6 separate regions of the Mus musculus genome follow, and regions 2, 3, 4, 5 and 6 are each linked to region 1. Evidence: chromatin contacts called from public HiCAR-type, HiChIP or PLAC-seq and promoter capture Hi-C data. All regions are on one chromosome and are shown on one strand. The core of a region is the stretch at or near the end of the contact, and the rest is flanking DNA. Distances in the headings are between cores, read along the strand shown.

Region 1 (3,936 bases), core at 728-3,227:
ATTTTGGAGAGTAAAGGGCTATGGAGACAGATTAGTTGGTAGACTGCTTGCCCAGGATGCACAAGGAAGCAGGTCCCATCCCCAGCACTACATAAACTAGGTGGCCCAGACATATAACCCTAGCATTTAGGAGATGAAGGGACAGGAGGTTCAAGGTTCAAGGCTAGCTCCAGATACATAACAAAGAAAATATTTGGGAGCTGAAATAAAGTTCAGTTGACACAAGGATCCAGGACACATGTCACAATAGATTGTAATTTCAGCAGCAGTGCATCCAACATTGTCTTCTATCTTCCAGGGGCACACACACACACACACACACACACACACACACACACTCTTAAAAGCTGGAGAGTTAAGCCTTGACATCCACTCTGTAATGGCCCAGTTCAGCTGCATTGCAGTGGGTACTTCTCAGGCTGATTTATCTTTCATGATTTCTTTCTTCACCTGCCGGGGAAGGTACGAACGGGGAGCAAATGGGCAAGGGGGTGTATACAGAATGTCCTGAAAAATAGGATCAAGGTCAGAGGACCATGTAGGTTAAGACCTTTCCTCTTCATAAACTGTGCAACTAAATTGGTGACCCCCCACTGGACTCCTGGGGTCAAAGGTATGTGAAGTAAAGGCCCTGGGAGCACAGAGGATGGGCAAATGCCAGAGAGAAACCCTGGAAAGAAAGCAGAGCTCTTTTGTTGAACTCTTTCCCCCCCCCCCCCTCTGGGATCTGGGAGGTTGTTATGAGTTTAAGTATCTCAGAGTAGTATTGGATGTTGGGGGAAGCTGGAGCCATAGATGGAGCCACAGGACAAGCTGGGGTGCGGGAGGCTTCGAGTCACATGGCATGAACATGTAAGCTGGAGGTACTGACCTTTCAGGTTCTGTGACTGCATCATCTCTAGATAGACTGAAGCACACAGTACAGGGACCCTAGCGGGGCGGCCCCAGTAGCAGAGGGTACACTAGACAGGAGAGACTCCTCTGCTTGTCCACTGGTCGCCAGCAAAGCCCAGCTTTTCTCTCTACAGAATGGTGTTCCAGTAGGGGTTTCCAAAGAAAGGAGAGAGAGAGAGAGAGAGAGAGAGAGAGAGAGAGAGAGAGAGAGAGAGAGAGAGACCGAGACCTAAACAGCGGGTTTTGGAGAAAACCATCCAGAAAGTCACACAACAGCCAAAAAAAAAAAAAAAAAAAAAAAAAAAAGGTTTAGAAGGTTTAGAACTTCCCCTATGTGGCAGCATTTGGCCTGTAGAACGAAGCTAGCAAACACTTCTTAAATTCGAGCCATAGATTGCTCTAAGCTCAGGGACTCCCACCTCAACACCCTCAACCAGCACTCTTAAAAGCTAGTATCCAGTCACAAGAGCCTTTGGCTGGGACTAGACAGCAAGTACAGGTGGCGGTTGGGGACTCAGGCATCATCCGTCCCCTGCCCCCTCCTCCGCCCCCACCTGCTCCTCCCCACCCACTTGCTGGAGCGAATCGGTAGTAGTTATTTCCCAAGGAGGTGCTGGGAGCACTTCTCGACACCGCCTAGGTCTGGTTCCCCTAGGGAACAAAACCCACGCACGCAGGCTGGGCGGCTTCGGACCCGGCCTGGATGAACTGTTGCAACTTGGGCAGCCCGCAGCGCGGCGCAGTGGCAGAGGCGGGGGCGTGAAGCCGTGAGGCGCGGGTAGCCGGGATCCTTGCATCTCCGGAGTCCAGGAGGCGAGCGGAATCCGCACAGACTCCCAGGGCAACCTGCGGGAGTGGCGGAGCCCCGCGCTCCCGCCCTAGCTCAGGGGGAGCGCAGCTGCAGCAGGGTTTAGGGCCCCAGCCCCGTGCCACCGCCACCCGCGGTGGAGGGTGGGCTGGGGGCGGGGCAGTCGGGGTTGCTTTCCCGGGCGCCGCCGAGCCACCTCCCCTGCCGCCCGCTAGTAAGTTTGGCCGCTTCGAGCCCACAGAGCCGCGGCTTTCTGAAGCATTGGTTTCTTGCTGGCGTTGGTGCGCCCTGCTTGGCGGGGGGCCTCCGGAGCGATGCCGATGGATGTGATTTTAGTTTTGTGGTTCTGTGTGTGCACCGCCAGGACAGGTAAGCAAGGCTGGGCATTAAGCGGGATTTGGGGGAAGGTGGTGGTGATGATAGTGCTGCTCCCGACTGCTGTAACCCGGGATTACTCTGTCTAGGAGAGACTCGGAACCTATCTCTGACGGGCTAGAGAAGGGCAGCAGAGTGCTTGGGTTCTGATTGCCCAGCACAGCTCGGGGTAAAAGCGCTAGAAAAGATGCCCGGGCGAGTGTTCTCTTCCCCGGGGACGCAGCAGCGGGCATTCAGTATGCGGGGTGCGGCCGGGTGGTCGCAGCCTTGTGTGGCTAGCAAGCAGCTTCCCGGTTCTAAGGAGTCAGAACCCGCTGCAGCGTGGCCAGAGATCCTACATCCTTGAACTTGCAGGGTGCGGTGGCCAAGGGTGTCCCCGAGCCGCGGGAGTTCCACCCGCAGAGGGAGCGCGTGCGGCAGGCAGGCGCGGCCAGAGCCGGGGGAGCCAGACGGCGCACGGGAGAGGGCTGCGAGGAAAGGGGGGACCCGCGAGCTCTTCCGTGGTTCCCACATGGCTCCCAGAGGGAACTCCAGGAGTGGTCTCCTGTCAGCTCCCTGCCCAAACAACTAAGCGAACAATTATTAGGAGGTAAATTGGACCAGTGGAGACGACAGAAGATTTTCTCAACCTCTAAACCGTGTTCCTCCTGCTGTCATCCAAGATTGTGGGGTGGGACCCGGGGCCAAGGAAACTGGCCTGATGACCAAGTCCCTATAGAATCTGCCTGCTGGAGGTGCGGTTGTGATGACCCTGAGGCGCACTCCACTCTTTCCTCTTCCACGGGGTTCCCTGACTCCGGGTCCCTGGGGTTCAAGAATGTAGCCTACTTCACCAAGCTTGCAGTAGTTGTCAGGAGGCAGGGGCGGGGTTAGGAAGGGTAGGAAGCAGATCAACAAGGCAGACAGGGGAAGAGATAGTTCTTGGTAGCCAGACATCAGATTCATTGCCCACAGACTTCGGATCCCTAGAATGGACGCATAGGCATTCCCTGTCCCCATGTCGGCGGCCCTCCAGTACCTTCATTCCCCACTCTAGAGGTTCAGTCTCCTTCCCAAGCCAGACAGCTGGTTTACGTTTAGAGGACTGAGGAACACACCCCTTCTTTAGTCGACTTAAAAAGTTCCCATCCCTTATGCCCCAGACTCCCCACTTTGGCAGGCAGTTAGGGGTCTGTGAGCTTCTAGCCTCCCCTCCCTTACTTCCCAGGACCGAAGTGGACTAAGGTTTTCCTTTGCCTAATCCCAGTGAGACGGGGAAACCTTTCTCTAGGGACAAAAGAACCTGAGTGTCTTTCCGGAACTCCCTTCGCAGCCAATAGACCCAAGGCTAAGTGGCGCTTACTACAGTTGCTCCTTGCAATTAGAACTAGTTCCAGGAAGATGAGGACATGGCCTACTAGTGCTGGGCTACCGGTGGGGAGGAGGAGAGTGTTGCTGGGGACATCCTACAGGGAAAGGGAAGATAGGGAGAAGACAGATGGCGAAGGAGCAGCCTGATGACCATTCCATATCATTCCAGATTAGGACCCAAGTGCTTACATCCTTTGTTTTCATTACTCTTTTGAAGAGTTGCCAAAAACTGCTCATGAGCTTCAGGCTGAGTTTCCACTATACTTCAGTTTCTGACGTGAGGTCTTCCCCCCTCCCTACAATCCTAGCTCCCTTTTACATCTTGAACAGTGGGTGGCTTATTAGGTGCCACACACACACACACACACACACACACACACACACAGAGAGAGAGAGAGAGAGAGAGAGAGAGAGAGAGAGAGAGAGCGCACGGGAGAGAGAGACAGACAGACAGAGACACACACACACACACACACACACACACACACACACACACAGAGAGAGAGAGC
Region 2 (3,927 bases), core at 829-3,328, 1.6 Mb after region 1:
GATGATATTTCTCAATGCAGATGAATGCAGTTATGTAATCTAAAAGCAGTATCTTCGTGCTGGAGTACTACTACATGGCATATATATGAATGATTCAGCCATCTTGGTTTTAAGTGGTTTTAAGTTCTAGTCAACTGGGATGGAGCTTAAGAAGAAATGCTTAAGAGAATCATTTTTGCATCATCATCATCTCAGACTCAGATATTGAATGTAACTTCCAGTTTTACCTAAACTTCCAAAATCATTGATATTCCTAAGTGAATTCATTTCAGTGACTTGAATAGCTAAGGAAACCTGCATTTTAAAAAATGCCCTTTTATCACCCCCCCCCAAAGCTCCCCGTGGCTAAACCATCAACCAAAAAGTACATATTGGGGGGATCCATGGCTTCAGCTGGATATATAGCAGAGGATTGCCTTATCAGGCATCACTGAAAGGGGAGCCCCTTGGTCCTATGGAGGTTGGATGACCCAGGGTAGGGGAATGCTAGGGCTCTGAAGCAGGATTGGGGGGAAGCACCCTCATAGAGGTAGGGGGAGGGGCAAGGGCATAGGGGGGGTTGTGGAGAGGAAACTAGGAAGGGGGATAACATTTGAAATATAAATAAATAAAATAACCAATAAACAAATGCTCTTGTAAAACAAGTCCTAAGGAGCTGGAAATTTTGCAATGAAACAATTTGATGAGTTTTTTTTTTCCTTTGTACCCTATATTTTTTTCTTTTATACTCTATCTCCTATGGAAGTGCATTCAATTTTGTGGCATTCCAGGGATATTTTTGAAGATGGCTTCCTGGTTTTTAAAGTATATACGTAATATAATATATAACATTCACATAATGCATATGTCCCAAAATAACAGGAATGTAATCGTGGTATTCTTGCTCAACCATACTTCTTAATGAAATACAATTTTATAGGCTTTGGATTTGGATTTAACAATTGCAAAGGGTTTTAGCTATTTGTGATTTTTTTTCATCTCTCTATTTTAGGAAATTTTTTTCCACATATCATTTGAAATCGTCAGAGAACATTCTTATTTGACTCTGCACCGTACCTCTGGGATGTAATCCAATAGTCCCTATGTAAAACGCACTCCCCTGGTTGATTTAGCTAGCATCCAAGGTTTAACCTTGGGGATGTAGCTCAAGGACAGTCTGTTTCGTAAGCACTTGCCTGGACTGCATCTTAAGAGGGTTGTGGTCCATGCGAAATAACTCACATTAATTCAGCACAATTTAATTGTTTTGCTTAATGATATAGGTTCAATGGTATTATACACAACTAAGATGGAAAACCTTGTAGGACCATCTCTCAAAACCCAACAAGCAACAATGGCAAAAATAGCCTCCCTCTTAAGAAAAGGTGTCATAAGGAGGGAAAAATAAAATTTAAATAGAGTGTAAATATATTGAAATAAATTTTTAAAACATTATCAGTTACTCTTCGCTAACAAGCTTAGTTATAGGTACAAATTTTACCTGTAATTAGAAATAATTCAGTATTGTGTTGTGCATTAGTTAATTAAAGAAACTTAGAATTCCAAAGAATTCATTTCAGACTGCCTGTCCTTTATTCGGAAAGTGCACTAATGTTACAGCTGTCATTATCTCTCTGTCTCTCCTCCTTCTCTGTCCCACCTCTTTTTTTTTTTTTTTTTTTTTTGTCTCCTTCCATTTCTCTCTCTGCATCCTTTCTTGTTCGTCTTAGGGGTTGAATCAAATACACAAGCAATATTATTATGCATCTCATAAACATAAGCTTTATATCGGAGGGGAACCAGGTGTTCACCTGGATACCACACACCTAAAGTAGAAGCTTCTGCAGTGTTGCTTCTTCACCATGCTGTCAGAGCTAGTATGTACATGCTGGGCAACGGGTGGCCAAGCAGAGTAACTTGTCAGTGTTTAATAAAGCCCTCCTCCCTTGCAGAGCCAAATGCAGCTTTCCTCCTGAGAACTCTGCAGACGATGACATCTCCCTACTTGGTTTCCATAGCATCCGTTCCTGAAGAGCCCTAGAAAGGCCCTTGGTCAGGGCGATCCGCCCAGCTCCCCTAGGAAGTTGGCGAGCGGGTTAGCCAAAAGCAGCAGCCAAGGTTCCTTAGCTTCCTCTGTCCGTGGTCCTGAAATGCTAAACTGCGCCGCGCGCACTGACGGGAGCGGTCAGGTTTTATGGAAGGTCTCCCCCGGCGCTGCCTAAACCACAGCTGTGTGTCTGTTATTCACTCACGTTCGCAAAGATCAGCTAACATTCTCAGTCTTAATTCCACTCTGCCACTCTGCCGCAGAGCACAATTACGCCGGCGCGATGGGAGGAGACCATGTTAAGGCAGGAAGCTAACAGCAGCCGCTCACCTGAGGCCTAGGAAGCTCCCAAGGGTTCTGAGAGCTATGAGCTCTGATCAGCAAAGTCACCATTTTAGACAGTAGGGTTCTTTTGCTTTTTTCCTTACACAAGGGTTCGATGACGTTTCTGGTCAATCTGATTAAAAGACAGCGGATTTGATTGCGATAAGACTTCAAAACCGGGAATTTACGTTGTTTTTCGGTGAGGTGACTTCCAGAACAGGGACTCATCAGCACCCGCCCAAATACCACGGCACTGCGCGCGCCCTCGGCCACCGGATCCTCCCCTTCCAATGAGACTTTGTGACTGTGTGTACCAATTCTCCTATTAGGAAACCCGTGGGCTGCATGCAGCTATTCTGTTGTACTCTCTTTCTCGCCCTCCCTCCCCTCTCCAACTCACAGCCTTGCTGGAAAGCTCACCTCTGCTGAGAAGAAAAAGCTCTACCTTAACCAACTAAGACTATGCGCAGAATCCGTCTTTCATAGCCACAACAATTTAAATCTGGTAAGGCTGGACACCAGTCTTTACAAGAATGGAGTCGGTAAAACAAAGGATTTTGGCCCCGGGGAAAGAGGGGATAAAGAATTTTGCTGGAAAATCCCTCGGACAGATCTACAGGTAAGAGACTGCAACCCCATGCTTACCTGGGACTCATCTGGACAGAATCTGCAAAGCCATTTCTGAAAAGCTTGATTACTTAGAAAGATTGTAACATGGTGGGAAAGTCTTTTTGTTGCTCATTGCTGAAGCTAGGTTCCACTGGAAACCTGCTTATGAATGCAGGAATGTGACACTAAACGAACCTGTCGTGTGTGTGTGTGTGTGTGTGTGTGTGTGTGTGTGTGTGTGTGTGTGATTTTGTTTCATTACCTGGGGATTCTCATGTGCTCCAATTCAGTTCTTAATCCTCCTTTGCAATTCCAAAATGTTCGTTCAGCACCTGCTCATAAAGCCTGTCTTTGTTTTCTTATAGATTTCACAAATAAAATCCCTTTGATCCAAACAAGTGAATAACAAAAGCCAAAACCCTTTTTAAAAATAAACTTCAAAGACAAATGAAAGAAAAGGAATCTAGACCTTAGCTGCAAAAACATAGTGAAGAACTCTCCCATGGGAAATTCTGTATTGAATGAAACAGGATCAAAATATATCAATAATTGATCATTGATGTTTCTCTGTTGGATCTAAAACATTGTATATGTATTTTTTTTAATTTGTTTGCTATGTTTTAGGAGTCTGTATCTTGTGTGGGAAATTTCACAGTGATTTAAGAACCAGAATAGTAAACGCAAAATTACTTTAAAAGTAATAGAAAAAAATGTAAATGTTATCCTTCTTGTAATTGCTGCACTAAGCATACTGTGCTTTGCATGAATTCAGGTCCTGAAAGATGTATTACATCTTTTATTAATACTACTTTTTGCCAATGATACAAGCAAAATCAATGAGACAGCAAACACGGTAGGAAGATAGATTTTTAAAGAAACATTCATTTTCACATTTGGAAACTGAAGTCTTGGCTATCCATGAGAGTTGTAAACAAGATGGCCAATGTACATCTCTTTTTTTCCAGCTG
Region 3 (4,017 bases), core at 417-2,916, 1.2 Mb after region 1:
AGCACTGCACTTTCCAAGGCTATATGCTAGGTTGTTTTTCATGAACTTTCTGTGTGAGGCAGGATAATCCTAGGAAAGAGGGAGTTATCCAACATATTTCACTCTGTGTGACTCTAGGCCTGGGACAAGGAGTCCTCCATTCTGAATGTAGAGTATTCTCCTCTCCTGTCACTTCTCCTCTCCTACCATCTTCTCTTTTCTCTTCTTCTCTCCTCTCTCCTCTCCTCTCCTCTCCTCTCCTCTCCTCTCCTCTCCTCTCCTCTCCTCTCCGTTTTCCTCCTCTCCTTTCACTTTCCTTCTTTTCCCTTGTCTCCCCTGCCCTTCAACAACCTCTTATTTCTTGCCTCATCCCTCTCCCCTCGGTTTTATTACTTAAAATCAAATACCCCCTAAAGCCCATTGGGGCAAACCCTGGAGCTTGTCTACATCTAGAAGAAACACAAAGAGAGGTGTTCTCTGCTGCTCAACTGCAGCAGATGGAATGTCCCTGACACATTGTCTCAGTAGGACAGGTCACATATACCAGATTGAGAGTTGTCCTCTTTTCCTTACTGAGGAAGTACTTCCTAACTACTCACTTGGTTTACTGGTTATGACTAGTTTCTTAACATGAATGCATGACATGAGCTGAGTAAAATCTTGACAGCTTCAGTGCAGTCTGTGCTCACAGTATCTTAATCTATCTTTAGTCCCCAAAAGATCACTTCAAGTCCTGAGTATCAGTTTCCCCCTCCAAAAACAGCAATAGTATTTACCTCCAACGAGGGTTGTAGAAAGGATTTCACACATCAGTGATGCTTTGTCATTTAAAATTCTGTTATTGGCCATCAAGCTAGATGATATTAGTATATTTGATTGACATGTGTTTGCACTATATAATGATTAATCTTTGGCTTCCAAAATCCTCATTTCTACACATTTCCTAGAGCATCATACTGTTGATAGTTAAAAACTTTCTGTTTCCGAGTCTGATCTCGGTAAAGGATTTAGGGCAACTCCGTTTAACCTGGCAATGAGATTAAGACCAGACTCTTCCATACTGGTCTTCAGCCTTGTCAATGTCCCCACTTTTCTCTGTTAATTCTGTCCGGCTGGCCTGGACTAATATCACAAGGCATTTAGCTGTGTTAATTAAAAATACCAGCCAAGCAAGATGCTTAAGAATGTCACTGCCAAAGGCAGCCTCCAGTTTTAAACAGCCAGATTGATTTAAGGGCTTCTAACCAACTGCTCCATAAATCTCATGACCAACAGCTCACTGCTACCACCAGCAAATGTAGGTTGAAAGTAGAGCGGTCTGCAGGATTCCAGCAATGTGAAGGAGCTGCAGGAAGGGACATCGAGCTGAGGCTCCCCATCCTTAGAGCAGGAAAAGTGTGTCTGAGCACCATGGAGAAGCACAAAGAGAAAGCTAGAACATCAACCAGGAGCTCGGTATAGAATGAGAAGCTGTGTTAAAATCAGATGAGTGGTCAGTGGAGAAAATAGACCATAAAATGTCTGAGACCAGGGTAGTTGCTAGAAACACAGCAACGAGGATACTTCCTAACACTCAGGGTATTTATTTCATGTGAATTATCAGAGAAGAAGCAGATGATGGGACTCTGCCATGATGACCCTTTTTAGGAACCCACAGAGCAGCTGGCAAGTAAGCACAGTGCCCTGAGGTCCAGATGGTGGACCATGGAGAGAGAATTGGCCATGACCAGGCACAGCCTGAGGCCTCAAGAAGCAGATGGTAAATCTGCAGTTCCAAATTATTTGTTCCTCACAGACCTCATGCCTCAATTGTGAGACAGGAGAGCATAACTGAGTCCATTTCTCCCCCCAAACACCCAGTGCCATAAATGGGTCAGAAACATGGCAGAGCTGAACTGGTTTACATAGGATCTTCATTTCTTAAGGTCCTGGAGATGGGACCCAGGGCTTTATGTATGCTGGGTAATCATTAGCACACTAATACACCAGTCATTTCTTTTGTTTTTGAGTTTATTTATTTGTTTGTTTTAAAGTATGATCTCAGTAAGTTGCCCAAATAAAGAACACTTTACTTTGTCAACTGGAGATGAAAGCATTGCCTTAGGAAGATATAACACATCAGAACTGGTCAGACATCAGAGGCACTTGGGACACTTAATGATCATTTAGATTCATGGGTATCAGTACCACTTACAAAATGAGTAGCTTCGAGTAGTCCCTAGGTGACTACACTTTATTTGGGAGGAACAAGGGTGGTTCTGATGTTCACCTGAATGGGCAGTGTGGTACTGACAGACTTCTATCTTTTTACAGCATCCTGGAAGGAGAGTGTGCATTGAAGAGAGCTTCCCATACAGTGGTCCTGGCCTTTGATGTGCAGACTATGCTATTTGGGTAATCTAGTTCATTTTTAAATGATATTTTTATTTATTTTTCATTTCTCATGTTTATATAGTATATTTTTATCATATCCAGCTGTCACTACCTTTCTCAAACTTTTCCTAGTGCCTCTTACTCAGTCTCCTTCTTAGCTTCATATCCTCTTATGTAATCAATGATGCCCTGAGTTCGATTACTGCTGCCCATATCTTCAAGCCATCTACTGCATGGACAACCTACCCATAGCCAAGTCCCCAAAATGTTAGAGACTCTCTCTTCCACCCCAAGCACCCATCACTGACAACAGAAATCTCCTATAGGTGGAGACATAGAAGACCTTCACATCTATGCTAGAAATTTGAGTGGTTTGATCTTGCACAGATAACCACAACTGCTCTGATTCACAGTGCCCAACAGAGTCCTCAGGTGAATACTGAGTATAATGATGACCCTCATACAGATTTGACATCAAGATTATGAGTTGAAATTGAAAAAGGTTTACACATGCTGAAACCTTAACGCAGTGTGGCACCTAAAAGACAAGCAAGATTATCATTTGCTGGTAAACCGGCTGGCCTTTTGTGTTTCTGAGCACAGTGAAAATAAAAATATGCTGGAGAAATACAAGTCACTGGGAATGGCATAATGTAACCCTGGAAAGAATGAAAGCCTTTTCTCTCTTCCAGTAAACCTGATTTACCCTATGATATTCTGCCTCTTCATTTCTTCATTTGTCTTCATAAACTGTGATGTGAGACAAATCAATGGTAATATGATTTTTATGTAACAATCTGCCCGTGGTTTTTAAATCTTTAAGCTTTTGGTAGTTTTTGTTGTTGTTGTTTTTATTGTTGTTGTTGTAAGTGAAGGCATTAGCAATTTACATTTATTTCACTGTTGTGACGACATAGTTGACAAAAGTAGCCTAAGGAAGAAAGGGTTCGTTCTGGATCACATTTGGAGGGCATTACCCATCACCAGGACAGTATGAGGCAAGAGCATGAAGTGGATGCTCACCCTGGACCCATAGTCAGGAAGCAGAGAAAGATGAATGCTGGCACTCAGATCATCTCTTCTCCTCTCCTTTTATTTAGTTCTGTCCCCAGGCCATTGGACAATGTTACCCACTTCCAGATGACTCTCCCCTCCTCAGTTAATCCTCTCTGTAAACACCCCTCATAGACATGTCTGAAGATGAGCCTCCTAGGTGATTTCAAATCCAAGCAAATGAACAATCAAGATTGACCATAACATATAGCCTGTGATGCCTAAAGTGCTGTGTTTTAAAAGACAGTTGAATTGCCCAAATGTTATTGTGTCTGTTGGGAATCAGCAGGTCTCTAATGTTCATACTGAGACCCTGGTGTTGGTCCTAAAACCTCATTTTAACAAACCAGTGGACAAGGCTTTGACTGCTTGCTCAGAAACCAGTGATTCACAGATCATGCATTTGAACTTCTGGAACAGAGGGAAAGACCTGAGCTGCTTTTTGTGTTTGTAGATGTCATGAACTGAATATGATGTGCAGTGGAGAGAGTATAGTTCACCCAACAGTTACTTCAGAAAGTATAACAAGTTATCATAAATATAACCTAAAATCTATTCATTTTCCTGCCAGGATTAAAAGCAAATCTCTAGAGTACAAGAAGGAAGGCAGGA
Region 4 (3,450 bases), core at 366-2,865, 1.3 Mb after region 1:
AGAAATGGATTCACAGCAACATCAAGCTGTATCACCTTGGGCATATACCCAAAGGATTATCTTACTATAGAGATACTGCTTATCTATCTACATCCATTGCTGCTCTCCTCACACTATCCAGGAAGAGGAGACAGCCTAGATGTCCATCAACTAACAAATGGGTAATAAAAATGTGGTGCTTTACACGATGGAATATTATTTATTTATTACAAAAATGGAATTATAAAATCCAAAGCTAAGCATACAGAACCACAAAGAGTCATCCTAAATGAGGTAACTCAGACTCAGAAAGACCAAAATAGATGTTTTCTTTCCTTTGTGGATATCAGCTTTGATGTGTGTTTTATTTGGAATACCCATAGAAATTAGGGAGTTAGTAAGCGGTTATGGGAGGGGAGGGACTCTTTCAAATGATGGGACGTAGAATACAGAGATAGTTAGGCAGAGAAAGAAATAATGGAACAGGAAGGATAGGGGATGGGAGGTCAGGGAAGTGTAAAGAGGGACAACAAACACTGAAAGCTTTTTGATAAAGATCATTTGAGTTTTGCATTGATTCATCTCTCTACCTTAGACTGAGAGGAGTGGGAAGGAACAGGCAGCTTAGACCTGAAGGGAATGAGTGTAAATGTGATTCCCAGACAGTGCACACTATCAATGGTCAATGCCAAAGGCAAGCTTGGTTAATTTCCCCAATGCCCCGGATGAGAAATCACACTACGACATCAAGGAGCAGATATTGTTGAAAGCCAGGATGGTGTGTGCAGAATATAGTAAATTAGGCTGAATTATTCAAAATCACACGTGTATGTGTCTATGTGTGTGTGTGTGTGTGTGTGTGTGTGTGTGTGAGAGAGAGAGAGAGAGAGAGAGAGAGAGAGAGAGACGACGGAGAGGGGGGAGAGAGAGAGAGAAATGGAATTGATAACTAACACTTGATCTCATGTGTAGCCACATCAGGTTCAAGCCTGTGAGCATACGTTCAGTATCTAAATGAAGGAAATGTTTCCTAGAAGCATTTGAATCGCCTCCCCCCACAAAAAAGCTCTCCTAATATGACAGAAAGTGCCCAAGGCTAGCGATGAAGAGACTGGATTTCAATTTCTGCTTCAGTTTTCACTTAAGATGAATTCTTGGACAAGAATCTTTGGTGCTCATCAGTGTTATCTAGTCACCTTGGAGTTGTACATCCATCCTGCTTTGATGGCTTAACATAAGGTTTGTGTGAAAAAAAAAAAAACAACAACATCATCAAAGAAATTAAAAAGCAGAATTCTGAGCTATGCAAGCGGAAGTTAAGTGCTCTAAGCAACAGAAGGCATTACTTCTAGATAGACTAGATCAGAGGGGCCTTTTCTCTGTGGGCACAAGGCAGGAGTTAGACAATGCTCAGTTCTGTTAAATACTCTCAAGTATTGTCAAGTGCTTTTAGAATTCTTGCTTCGGTGTTGAGTCTTTATTATGAACGTGCTCTTAATTCTTCTGTGAGTGACTAAAGTCAGAAGTGGGGCCATTTGATTGGTGTTTATCTAATGCTGGGCAGCCTAGAATAGGGAACTGTCAGCTGGGTAGTGCCTCTGCTGGGAACCACCTGGCCTGACCTCCTGCAGCCCAGCTGTTCTGCTCATTTTATAGTCATACTGAGGATATTCTAGCAGCTGCAGAGCACCAGGAACACGTTCCAAACACGACAGCTGGCTCTGCAGCATCATAAGCAAGAAAACCTCCATGAACTCTAGATGACCCTGATTAACATGTGACTATCTTCCCACCTCCAGATGAGGAACACTTGCCCTGGTGGCCCAGCAGAGGGCCTGTGATTGGTGAAAAAAAGGCATGTGCTGTGATTGGTGAAAACTTTGCCAGAGCCTGCATCTCACTCCCCCGGCATCAGAAGTAGGCTGTTCAGCTCACTTTTCAAGTCAGCTCGAAGATTGCCTCCCAATACACTACCCCACAATGTTACAATGGTTGGATCAAGGACATCTCTTTTCCTGGGGTCTTGGCTTCTCTAGTTTGGATCTTTATCATTGGAAGATGGTTAGACTGATAACACGAAGAAAAAAATAGCAGAATTGGCAGCTAAGCAGTGTTTGTAGAAATTATTTAATCCTGTTCCAGGGATTCTACCCCACCTTTGACCATTTAGTTCATGGATAAAAAAACACACACACAACCTTTATATTTACAATAAGCTGTAAACAGTATAAAAGCTGGGCAGCTGCTTACCCGCCGCTGTGCTATTGGAATCTGCTTTCCTATAGATAATCCTAAATTATTACTTATTATGTTTCATCTGGGCTGCTCTTAACTCCAATTGAGCAGCCCTCAGGGTTCTCTTGACTCCTAACCTGTGGCCACTTCTCCTTCCTCCTTTTAACCCCTGGTGGCTTCGCTCTCCTCCATTCACCTACTTCTCCTCATGGTCTCCTCTGATCCCAAGCCCCCCAAACCTAAACCCCACCAATGTCTCTTCTGCCCTGCTATAGGCTGTTGGCATCTTTATTTACCAATCAAAAATAATTTGGGGACAAGGTCAAACTGTGAACTCTCTCTTCTCTGGGACAACCAGGTTCTGAAGGCCCTCACTTAGCACTGCAATAGACAACAAAAGACCAAACCTCAACAGAACAGTGTCTGTGGCAATAGCATCAGGAAAGCAGAGAATTGGGCTGAAGAGATGGCTCAGAAGTTATGAGCACTTGCTCTAGAATCACAATGACTGGAGTTTGGGTCCCAGCACCCAGGTGCTTTATTTGTATTCTCCAGGGAGCAGAAACAACAGAGTCCACGGGACTTGTGGCCTACAGCCTACAGGGAAAGATTGTCTCAACAGACTAAGTGAACAATGATAAAAGATCACCAGACACCTCTTCTGGGCTCTGCATACACTCCTAGGTTTACATGAACTCTCTCTCTCTCTCTCTCTCTCTCTCTCTCTCTCTCTCTCTCTCTTTCTCTCTCTCTCTCTTTCTCTCTCTCGCACATGCATGCACAAACAGACTTAAATTTAAAAAAAAAAGTTAAGGGTCATAAGAACAGGAATCCTGCTGTAAGATTGTATCTCATAGAAATGTCAAGGACCTTAACAAGGACAACATCAGTAGACATGCTAACGTGGAAGGAGATCTCGTGTAGCACCAACACTAGACAAAGAACTGTAGGCAACTTTTCATTTTCATTACTATCATTATCATTATTATTTAATCATTTTTACAGTCCAGTCGTTATCTCTCTCCCAGTATGCTTTCTGACTGTTCCTCATCCCATACCTCACCCCCCACCCTGCCTCCAAGAGGATGTCCCCACCCCTGCCATCCCACCCCAGTAGACCTCCCCTCTCCCTGGGGCCTCAAGTCTCTTGAGGGTTAGGTGCATCTTCTCTCACTGAGGCCAGACCAGGCAGTCCTCTACTGTATATGTGTCAGGGGCCTCATATCAGCTGGTGTA
Region 5 (3,995 bases), core at 606-3,105, 1.5 Mb after region 1:
CAGGCAAGCACATCCATTGCTCACCTTATGAACATCCACTCTTCAAATACAATTTCAAAATACATCAAGAGAATTGTTCTGCAGTCTTGAATCACTTGGTCACATGGTGTTGCAAGAAATTCAGTAGGGAAAAAAAAAATCCTGACAGAGTAGAAAAGCAGTGACCCAGGCTGCTAGAATCTCTAAGAGGTGATTCTTGGTTTCAGAAAGTCCTCGAGAAGCAGAGACACACACAGCACCCATGCCACCAAGACGCGCCAAGTTTTCTTTTGTCATCTGTTCCTTAATTTTCAAAATGCCTTAACAGAGTCACGACCCCTGTACTCCCTAAGTGCTCGGCTCAGGTGTCCAAGCACCCCATCTTCAGTCTATCACCCAACAATTACCCCTTCAGTAATTCTTATTTCCTAGTTACTGTGGGGTTGCCCGGCCCAATTCAGAGCAATCTGTTTGCTGGGGATTCCTCTTCTTTGTTTAAGTTAAGAGGCAGAGTGAGGCTCAAGGTGATGTGGGCTATTTCTAGCATTCTTCCCAGCACACTCATGGAGTGCTCCCCGCAAACCCTAGAAGGTACTATTCTCATCGAGTGTAAAAGATGTTTTCTTACTCATTCACAATTATAGAATATTTCCATTTCCACTATCGCATGCATCATGAGTTCATATGTAACTAGCCCATACCTTTCAACTTTGAAGAAACGGAGACTGACTCGTAATTTTGGCCACGGTGTCTGACCTCTCCACGGTAGACATGCCCCTGACTCTCCATCCAGGAAGTGTCCATTAAAGAACCTCAAGACAAGCCAAGAGTCTTCTGAAACCCTGGAGAAGACCCACGTCACGCTCAGGCCTTAAAGGGAGAGAGATGCCTTAAGGGAAGTGGATTTTATTTTTACCCGACAGAAAATAACCCCCAACTGGGAAAAGGGTTTTGTCTTAGATAGCTTCACTTTGAGTGGAGGGCGAGACAATCCTGGGCAACCAGACTTATTAGTAGGCTGAGGCTGCCTACCAGAGAGGATGTGAGGGAAAGGGTTGGAGATGGTATACTGTGAGTACCTGCCTTGAGTGGGTGGACCGGTTGAAACGGGAAGCTCTAAGCCTGTTAAGTATGGAGCTGTGGAGTCAAGAAGGAAGGGAGCCTGGGGACGCCCAGGAACCCCCCGAAGATGTAGCTGTGGTGAGGCCCCCTGAGGAGGCCCCAAGGAGGGTAGAGGGGCCTGAAGTCTCCCCGGATGTGCACCAGTTAAGTGTCCCAGAAGGGGCAAGAAGGGTGGTGAGACCTAGAGTCTCTAGGTATGTGGAGATTGTGGAAGTTTCTGAGGAGGAACAGGTGGAAAACCCGAGGGAGAGAAGAGAAACGGAGACAATACTGCAAGTTGTGGAGTCTGAAACTGGGGAGGAATCTGGGCTGTCCGGAGAGATCAGTGAGAAGGGCAGAGGGCCAGAAAGGCCCAAGAAGAAACGGAAACTTCGCCAACACAACCTGGAGGAGCACCTGGGCTGGCAGCAGGATCAAGGAAAGGATTCAAGCCAGCTTAGCCAGGACCAGGAGCACCACTTAGAGCCCTACACGGAGGGGACAGAGCAGCACTATCACTCAAGGGCAGTGAAGCGCAAGAGCTTAACTGCCAATCTGCTGGACCGCTCCAAGAGTCAGGCCAAGTACCACCTGGAGAGGAAATCCAGTCAGCGGAACCGCCAGGAGTCTTCGGCTCAGGGCGCCTCGTCCTTGGCTCCTCACCCGTCCAAGGCAACTCGCCAGGTCATGGCGCCTCCCGGGTCTCAGGAATTTCGCTCGTCTCTAGCTCCTCCCTCTTCTCAGGCTCCTGGGCTGTCCCCAGTGTCTCCAGTGCCTCTGGTGCTCCAGATGCCTCTGGAGTCGCAGCAATCGGACAGCTTAAAGAATGAGAGCTCCAGCTGGATTGCGGAGGCGGAGCTGAAAACCAGGAGGCAGACGATCCGCTTCAGCCTCCGCCCCAAGTCATCCCGCCGCCTGTCACAGAGGTCCTTCAATGCCTTCAACGAGCTGGCAAAGCTAGGTGACCCCGACCTGCTGGAGATGGTGGAGCAGGAAGGTAAGGCTGGCGCTGAGCGGGCGCGCGAACCTTCTTCGCATGGGGTTTCTGCGGGGACGTTGGCAGCTGTAGGTTTCTGTCCCGGGAACGTTCTTAGTGTCGTGAGCCCCGCGCTGCGCCATGCCTGCCAGGCAGGTAATGGGAGACATTCTGCGCCCCGCGATGTCCCCTGATGCATCTGTGCTCCAAGGACCTACAACCTGTGACTTCCTAGGATCCGGACATCTGTCTCAGACCCCGAGTAATTGGCCTGGTGTGGGTCCCTGGCTCAGGAATTCTGCTCCTGAAATGTGGCTTTTTCCAAAGATAGCCTGCACAGGTGGCGATCCTCCAGTTAGGGGCTGGCCCTGAGTTCTTCCTGTCAGCTTCTGCCCCCAAGTGTTGGGCTTCATGGATTGGGCCACCATCATGCTGCATATGCATCATGTCTTCCCTTTTAAAAACAGCTTTTTATTGAGACATATCTGCATCCCGTGAAAGTCAGCAGCTAAGTGCAAAATGATTGGATTCTATGTATTTACAAAGTTTTGTGACCATCTCAACAGGGTCATTTTATGTCATCTTCCTCGTGTCAGTTAATCATCCTCTATGTAGCCATTCTCCACTTCTAGGCACAGGCACTTGTACTGCTTGCCTCTGTAGATTTCCTTAGCTCAGATACTCAAGGAAGTAGAGCCAAAAAGTTCGTGCTCTCAGACAAAACTGGCTTCTGTCTTGGCATGTTCTAAACTTCAGTCATGTGCAGCACCATTCCTTGTATTTGACATATAGTATTCCCTTGTGGAGGAAGCCGCACGCATCCATTTGCCAAACGCTGAACATATAACAGATTTCCTGACTTATACTAATACAAACTACACAGCAATAAGCATTCATTTGAAAGTTATTGTTTAAGCATTGGTTTTCACTTTTCTGTCACAGAAGGTCTGTGGAACACATAGTCACTCTGCATTGAATACTTTGGAAAGTGACCTCACTGTGTTCTAAGTGTTGCCCAGTTTTTGATCCCACCAGTGGCTTCTATTTCTTCTTTGAAGGAAAAATATAAAACAAAAATGCATATGATGTGATATTTTCTGGGTAATAAAGAATATTTCATTGCATCCACATGGAGATGAAATATTGCAGTTTTTAGGCATTTGCATCTCAATTAAATTTAGCCTCAAGGTGGGCCTACTTACTAGAAGCTATTTAGTTACTAACCCTTTGTCATGAGGACATGTGTAGCTTCTGTCTCCCCAGGAATCGCAGAACATTCCTGAAACTAATTGCTTTTCATGGCAAATGCCATTGTGATGTATGCTTGCTCATGTAATCACTGCTATTCCTCTGATGTGGATGTCAGTGGGAGAAATTTATATTGATGGGAAGACTGGTGTCTGCATCCTATCCCCATCTCTGGACCTGAAAGCATGACACTCCAGAAAGCAGGTAGTTGGCACCAGAGATCCCTGAACAACTTTTGTTTTTCTAGGTATAAAATTACAATGCCCCCTGATTTGCTGTATTGGTCTGCCTGCCCATTTGTGATAGTCATTTTTCTATTGTTACAAAGAGACACCACAACCATGATAATTTATACAAAAAAAAAAAATGTTTATTGGGGCTTAGAGTTCTGGGAGGTTAGAGTCCACGGCCTTCAGAGCAGGAAACACATTAGTAAACATGACACTGGAGCAGGACCTGAGACCTTACATTATGATCCACAGGCATAAGGCAGAGAGAGAGGGAGGAAGAAGGAGAGAACTAAATAGAAATGGTGTGGTCCTTTGAAACCTCAGAGCTCAGGCCCATTGACATATGTCTTCTAACAAGGCCACATGTCTTAATCCTTCCCAACCAGTTCCACCGAACTTTCGACCAAGTATTCAAGTATATGAACCTTCAGGGGCCATTCTTATCCAAACTAACATACTGT
Region 6 (3,832 bases), core at 259-2,758, 1.9 Mb after region 1:
TACCCTTCTTGGAAAACGTAAAGCTGCCTTTTCTTTTTAGGGTGAATCTAGTTTTAGTATTCTTACAAATTAGCTTTATACGAAACAAGCTGAAAATTCGATGGCTTTAAGAATTCTTTCACGATTAATGATGTAGCTCAGTGGTGAACACTAACATAGGCAGGGTCCTGGGTCCATTACCAGAACAAAAACAATCTCTATATAATACATATTATATAATATATAAATTTATAGATATTGTGCATATTATATATATTTATATTATGAACCATTTAAAATTGGCCCCTGAATAATTAGGTTTTGGGAGCATGTATATAGGGAATTGGGGAGAACACTGACAATTTGTAAACTGCATAGTCAAGAAGTAGCAGGATGCTGTGCATAGAGGCTTTGGTGAGAAGTATGCTTGTTATTCCCTCTATGGGACAGGGTCTGTCCAGATGCCCAGCCTGGGAACTGAGAATCTACTCTAGCACGATCCCACACTCAAGCACCACCAGGAGGTCTGTCCAGATGCTCATCCCAGGAACCTCGAAATCTCCATCCAAGGCTTTGCGGGACCTTAGGGTCACCAGCACCTCTTCCTGCAGAAATGGCTGGGCATGGCACAAGCTCTGCAGCCTTAGGCACAGCTCTTCCCAGGGCATGTCCTCCATCTGTGTAGGGACCCAGGCACCCTTTTGCAGATCATAGTGCAGCCGCGTGGCCCACGTTGTGAGCAGGTCCAGGTAGGCGCGAGACAGTGCGTGGTGGCAGCCCGCCACGGAGGCCAGGCGCTTGGCTGGCAGATGGCGGCAAAAAGCGGCCAATACCTCGGGACTTTCGAGAAGCCAGCGCAGTAGTTTCTGTGTCTCATCCGCACCCGCAGGGTCCGTGGCCTGGGCTGGCTCCGGGTCTTCCTCGCGTAGCAGCAGCGCTTCGGCAGTCACGTCGAGCACGTGCTCCCGCGGCCCGCGCGTCCACAACGTGTCCAGGAGTTTGCGCGCGGCCGCGGAGTCGGCCCCGCCCAGCTCGTGCAGGCGCGCGTCCAGCAGCTCCGCGTGCGTGCGCAGCAGCGCGCTCCTGGGCGCGTCCCCGCCGAGGCGGCACAGCAGGCGCAGCGCGCTTCCGCGGCGCGCCAGGAGGACCAGGCGCGACTGCGGCACGTCGTCTCGGTGGTCCGCGGCGGGGCCCGGGAACAGCAAGCTCGGCAGCGCGCGGGCGGCGGCGGGCGCGAGCGCGCGGTTCCGCAGCAGGCGGAGGGCGAGCCGCGCGTCCCCGGACTCCAGCGCCGCGAAGCTGCGCAGCCCGAGCGGCCCTCCCCGCGCGGGGAGCCGCCTCTCGAGCGCCTCCCGCACGCGGCCGCGGCCCGCGAAGCGTCGGTACACGTGGAGCAGATAACGCGCCCACTGCAGCGCCCTGCGCACCTTTTCGGCGTCCCACGTGCTCACCAGCGACCCACACGACACGGCCAACAGCTCGGAGAATCGCTCGGTTTGCTGCACAAGCGGCTCCATGGCGGCCGCTTCCGCCCTGACATCCCGAGGCGCGAGCCGATTGGACATGAGCGTGAGCGCCCGCCTCAGCGTGCTGTGCCATTGGACGACGGCCGTGTCAGTCTCGCACCATGGTTTCCGGGGCACATTGGCGCTGAAAATGAACTAGGGCAAAGTCCCAAGCTTTTACTCTGGGTCTGGGAGAGGACGCGTGAGTGCGAGTTTGAGCGCTAGGATTTTATGTGCTCTTTTGTTTTAAAAATGCCAGTGGTAGACATTTAGGCGCTTCCCCGAAAGGGGACCCATGTTCATCATTATTAGCAGTGCGGATGTGATCTGCTTGCGAACTCAAAGCTCTTAAATGGCCCGTTTCCCTGGTACTTGTGGAACCAGGACCCTCACACGCTGTGCTGTGAGTTCCCGGGCTTTTTTCCTTTTTCCTTATTTATATTGTTTACTGATTCTGAGGAAACCTATCACTGAATTGTGCAAGCAGCCTTTCAGTTTGCAGTCCTGCCTCGACTAACCTAGTGACTGGCAGCACTATCCTGAGGCTTACTAGCCATGCAATAAATGAAAGTTTAAGCTCAAAATTAATCTACACATTTATGCTAGACTCTGAATAGTTCTGGGCATTCTTATCAGAACATATAGTTAAGCCAGTTTTGTTTAGTTTTTAGCCATTAGCCCAGACTATAGTGTTTGGCCTTGTGATTTTATTTTAGTCTGTGTGATGGGTTTTAAAGTTTCAGGTGGTAGCTATTAGGAATTACAGAGGTCACTGGTTCATCCACTTACTAAATACTAAGTCACGTGATGTGATAGCCAGTGAAGGACAGGACTGGCGCAGTTGAGATAAATGTAGTTAAAGCTTCCCTGTCCCACAGGAAACACTAATGTTCCTTAGAGAGACTTCAACTTCATAATGCGGTAGACAAAAATAAGAGTCACTAGATCTTAGATGTTAGGGAAAGCCCCATTAAACCTTCCTTTCAACTGAATGCCCAAAGAATACACCTGGAAATGCTTCAAGGCCATGGGAACCGTTAATAAGTCTTAAGCCACCAGAGTGAAAACCAGATCTAATCCAGGGTGAGAAAGAAGTCCAAAACAGCTTCATTTCCAAGTGGCTGGGACAGTTCAGAGAAACTTCACCAGTGCTCACCTTTTCAAAACCAATATTATGTTAAATCTCAGTACCACAGTGAGTAATTATTTGTTTCACAGTAGCCATCTTTTATTAAGTAGCTATGCATCCCTCCGACAGTTTCCCATCAGAAGAATGCACTTTGGATTTCGAACCAGTTTTCCATTTAATTTGGAACAATCTATGTAGAGGCTGAAAGATGATAAACACTTTAATTTCAAGAAACCTATGCACTTGAGGCAGACATTGGGAGGATTCCCAACCCATGTAAGTGTAATTCAAATCAGATTTTGTGTAATTTTAAAGTGCCAGGTATGGTGATTTTAAAGACCAATTGGAAATGGATAGGAGAGCACTGAAAGGCTATATGGACTGATCTTTGATTTAGGCTGCACAAATACTTGCACCATCAGAGGATAGTGGAAAATCACGTGAGAGGAATCACACAAGTTAAAATGTCAGTGTAATATGTGAATACTGTATGCTGAGAATGCCAGGATCAACCTTCCACCTGCTGGTCACACTCTGCAAATCCCCAATATGTAGTAAATAAGAACAGAAAATGGAAGCCCAGTGTTAGCAAACTTTTATTAAAATAGCATTTCATTCAAACACAGGAATGAGCAACATAAACAACTAACATAAGATACTTTCACCAAGAGCTTCCCTCAGGACTCTAGAGAAGATGGAAGCCATATATGTGACATACTGGGGTAGGTTTTTGTTGCTGACTTTCAATATGTACTCTGTGGTGTTTTCAGTAAGATGTCCTCCATTGGCTTTGGTGTTTGAATACCCTAGTTGGTAACACTGTTTGAGAAGGTGTGGCCTTAGGTTAGGCTTCGAGAGCTTAGAACATCAACTACTTCCAGTTTCATCCTTTTCTGTTTCATGTTTGCAGGTGAGCATGCCAACTCTTAGCTTCCTTCCTCTGCTGCCTTGCCCAGCCCCTGCTGTGATGGACTCTTGCTCTCCTAGAACCCTCAACCGTAAGCATAAATAAAACCTGCTATAAGTTGCCTTGGTCATGATGTTTTATCATAGCATCAAAAAGTTAACTTGTACTTTGGGATAGCAGTCAGCTCCACCCTCAGGGCCAGAAAATGTTAACTGAACCAGTTAATGAAACCCTGTCTTAATTTACTAACTAGTCTAGGAATCCAGCTGTAAGCCTCTCTATATAACATCCTCTACTAAATAAAATAAGTTC

The links. Promoter capture Hi-C pulls out the DNA fragments that hold promoters and counts their contacts. HiCAR-type assays count read pairs that join an accessible place to other places. HiChIP or PLAC-seq counts read pairs in DNA pulled down with a chosen protein or histone mark.
Region 2: a contact with region 1 is called in a promoter capture Hi-C map of embryonic stem cells, with 5 times the contacts expected there. The contact joins the promoter of Slc17a6 here to the promoter of Nell1 in region 1. A contact is called at or near these places in 11 of 39 promoter capture datasets (the 3T3-L1 cell line, the C10 cell line, cranial neural crest and 6 more), 2 of 484 Hi-C or Micro-C datasets (both in embryonic stem cells), 4 of 115 datasets of contacts at active chromatin or transcription factors (astrocytes, embryonic forebrain, embryonic stem cells and 1 more) and 1 of 9 other capture datasets (adipose tissue).
Region 3: a contact with region 1 is called in an H3K27ac HiChIP or PLAC-seq map of VIP interneurons, with 21 times the contacts expected there. The contact joins the enhancer-like site here to the promoter of Nell1 in region 1. A contact is called at or near these places in 8 of 39 promoter capture datasets (the 3T3-L1 cell line, cranial neural crest, embryonic stem cells and 4 more), 1 of 484 Hi-C or Micro-C datasets (cortical neurons), 3 of 115 datasets of contacts at active chromatin or transcription factors (SST interneurons, VIP interneurons and stem cell-derived neural progenitor cells) and 1 of 9 other capture datasets (embryonic stem cells).
Region 4: a contact with region 1 is called in a promoter capture Hi-C map of second pharyngeal arch cranial neural crest, with 8 times the contacts expected there. The contact joins the enhancer-like site here to the promoter of Nell1 in region 1. A contact is called at or near these places in 5 of 39 promoter capture datasets (the 3T3-L1 cell line, the HPC-7 cell line, cranial neural crest and 2 more), 1 of 484 Hi-C or Micro-C datasets (embryonic fibroblasts), 2 of 115 datasets of contacts at active chromatin or transcription factors (embryonic forebrain and embryonic stem cells) and 1 of 9 other capture datasets (embryonic stem cells).
Region 5: a promoter capture Hi-C map of liver shows a contact between it and region 1, with 6 times the contacts expected there. The contact joins the promoter of Ano5 here to the promoter of Nell1 in region 1. A contact is called at or near these places in 7 of 39 promoter capture datasets (cranial neural crest, embryonic stem cells, hippocampal neurons and 4 more), 2 of 115 datasets of contacts at active chromatin or transcription factors (embryonic forebrain and stem cell-derived neural progenitor cells) and 1 of 9 other capture datasets (embryonic stem cells).
Region 6: a HiCAR-type map of astrocytes shows a contact between it and region 1, with 6 times the contacts expected there. The contact joins the promoter of Fancf here to the promoter of Nell1 in region 1. A contact is called at or near these places in 2 of 39 promoter capture datasets (cranial neural crest and second pharyngeal arch cranial neural crest) and 1 of 115 datasets of contacts at active chromatin or transcription factors (astrocytes).

The regions. Positions count from the first base shown.
Region 1 is chr7:49,973,373-49,977,308 of GRCm38.p6, forward strand. Nell1 (NEL-like 1) reads left to right here and starts at 1,978. Exons shown (of 20, transcript NM_001037906.2): 1 at 1,978-2,071. The coding sequence starts at 2,017.
Region 2 is chr7:51,619,752-51,623,678 of GRCm38.p6, forward strand. It overlaps Slc17a6 (solute carrier family 17 (sodium-dependent inorganic phosphate cotransporter), member 6), which reads left to right and starts at 2,079. Exons shown (of 12, transcript NM_080853.3): 1 at 2,079-2,969. The coding sequence starts at 2,884. Gm33136 (a long non-coding RNA gene) reads right to left here. Exons shown (of 4, transcript XR_003946771.1): 1 at 2,996-3,927; 2 at 2,357-2,483.
Region 3 is chr7:51,220,310-51,224,326 of GRCm38.p6, forward strand. No RefSeq gene overlaps it. Among named protein-coding and RNA genes, the nearest start is that of Gm33015, 220 kb to the right of the region's middle. Within about 2 kb of position 1,667, at least 4 of the 459 cell types and tissues checked have an H3K27ac peak or open chromatin away from gene starts, as enhancers often do. A contact at or near this core is called in VIP interneurons, where this site is marked.
Region 4 is chr7:51,298,741-51,302,190 of GRCm38.p6, forward strand. No RefSeq gene overlaps it. Among named protein-coding and RNA genes, the nearest start is that of Gm33015, 140 kb to the right of the region's middle. Within about 2 kb of position 1,616, at least 16 of the 459 cell types and tissues checked have an H3K27ac peak or open chromatin away from gene starts, as enhancers often do. A contact at or near this core is called in second pharyngeal arch cranial neural crest, where this site is marked.
Region 5 is chr7:51,509,174-51,513,168 of GRCm38.p6, forward strand. Ano5 (anoctamin 5) reads left to right here and starts at 1,856. Exons shown (of 22, transcript NM_177694.6): 1 at 1,856-2,077. The coding sequence starts at 2,062. It overlaps Gm33190 (a long non-coding RNA gene), which reads right to left and starts at 1,813. Exons shown (of 5, transcript XR_001778128.2): 1 at 1,744-1,813; 2 at 681-849.
Region 6 is chr7:51,860,759-51,864,590 of GRCm38.p6, forward strand. Fancf (Fanconi anemia, complementation group F) reads right to left here and starts at 1,509. Exons shown (of 1, transcript NM_001115087.1): 1 at 1-1,509. The coding sequence starts at 1,496. The coding sequence ends at 465. It also overlaps a transcript of Gas2 not described here.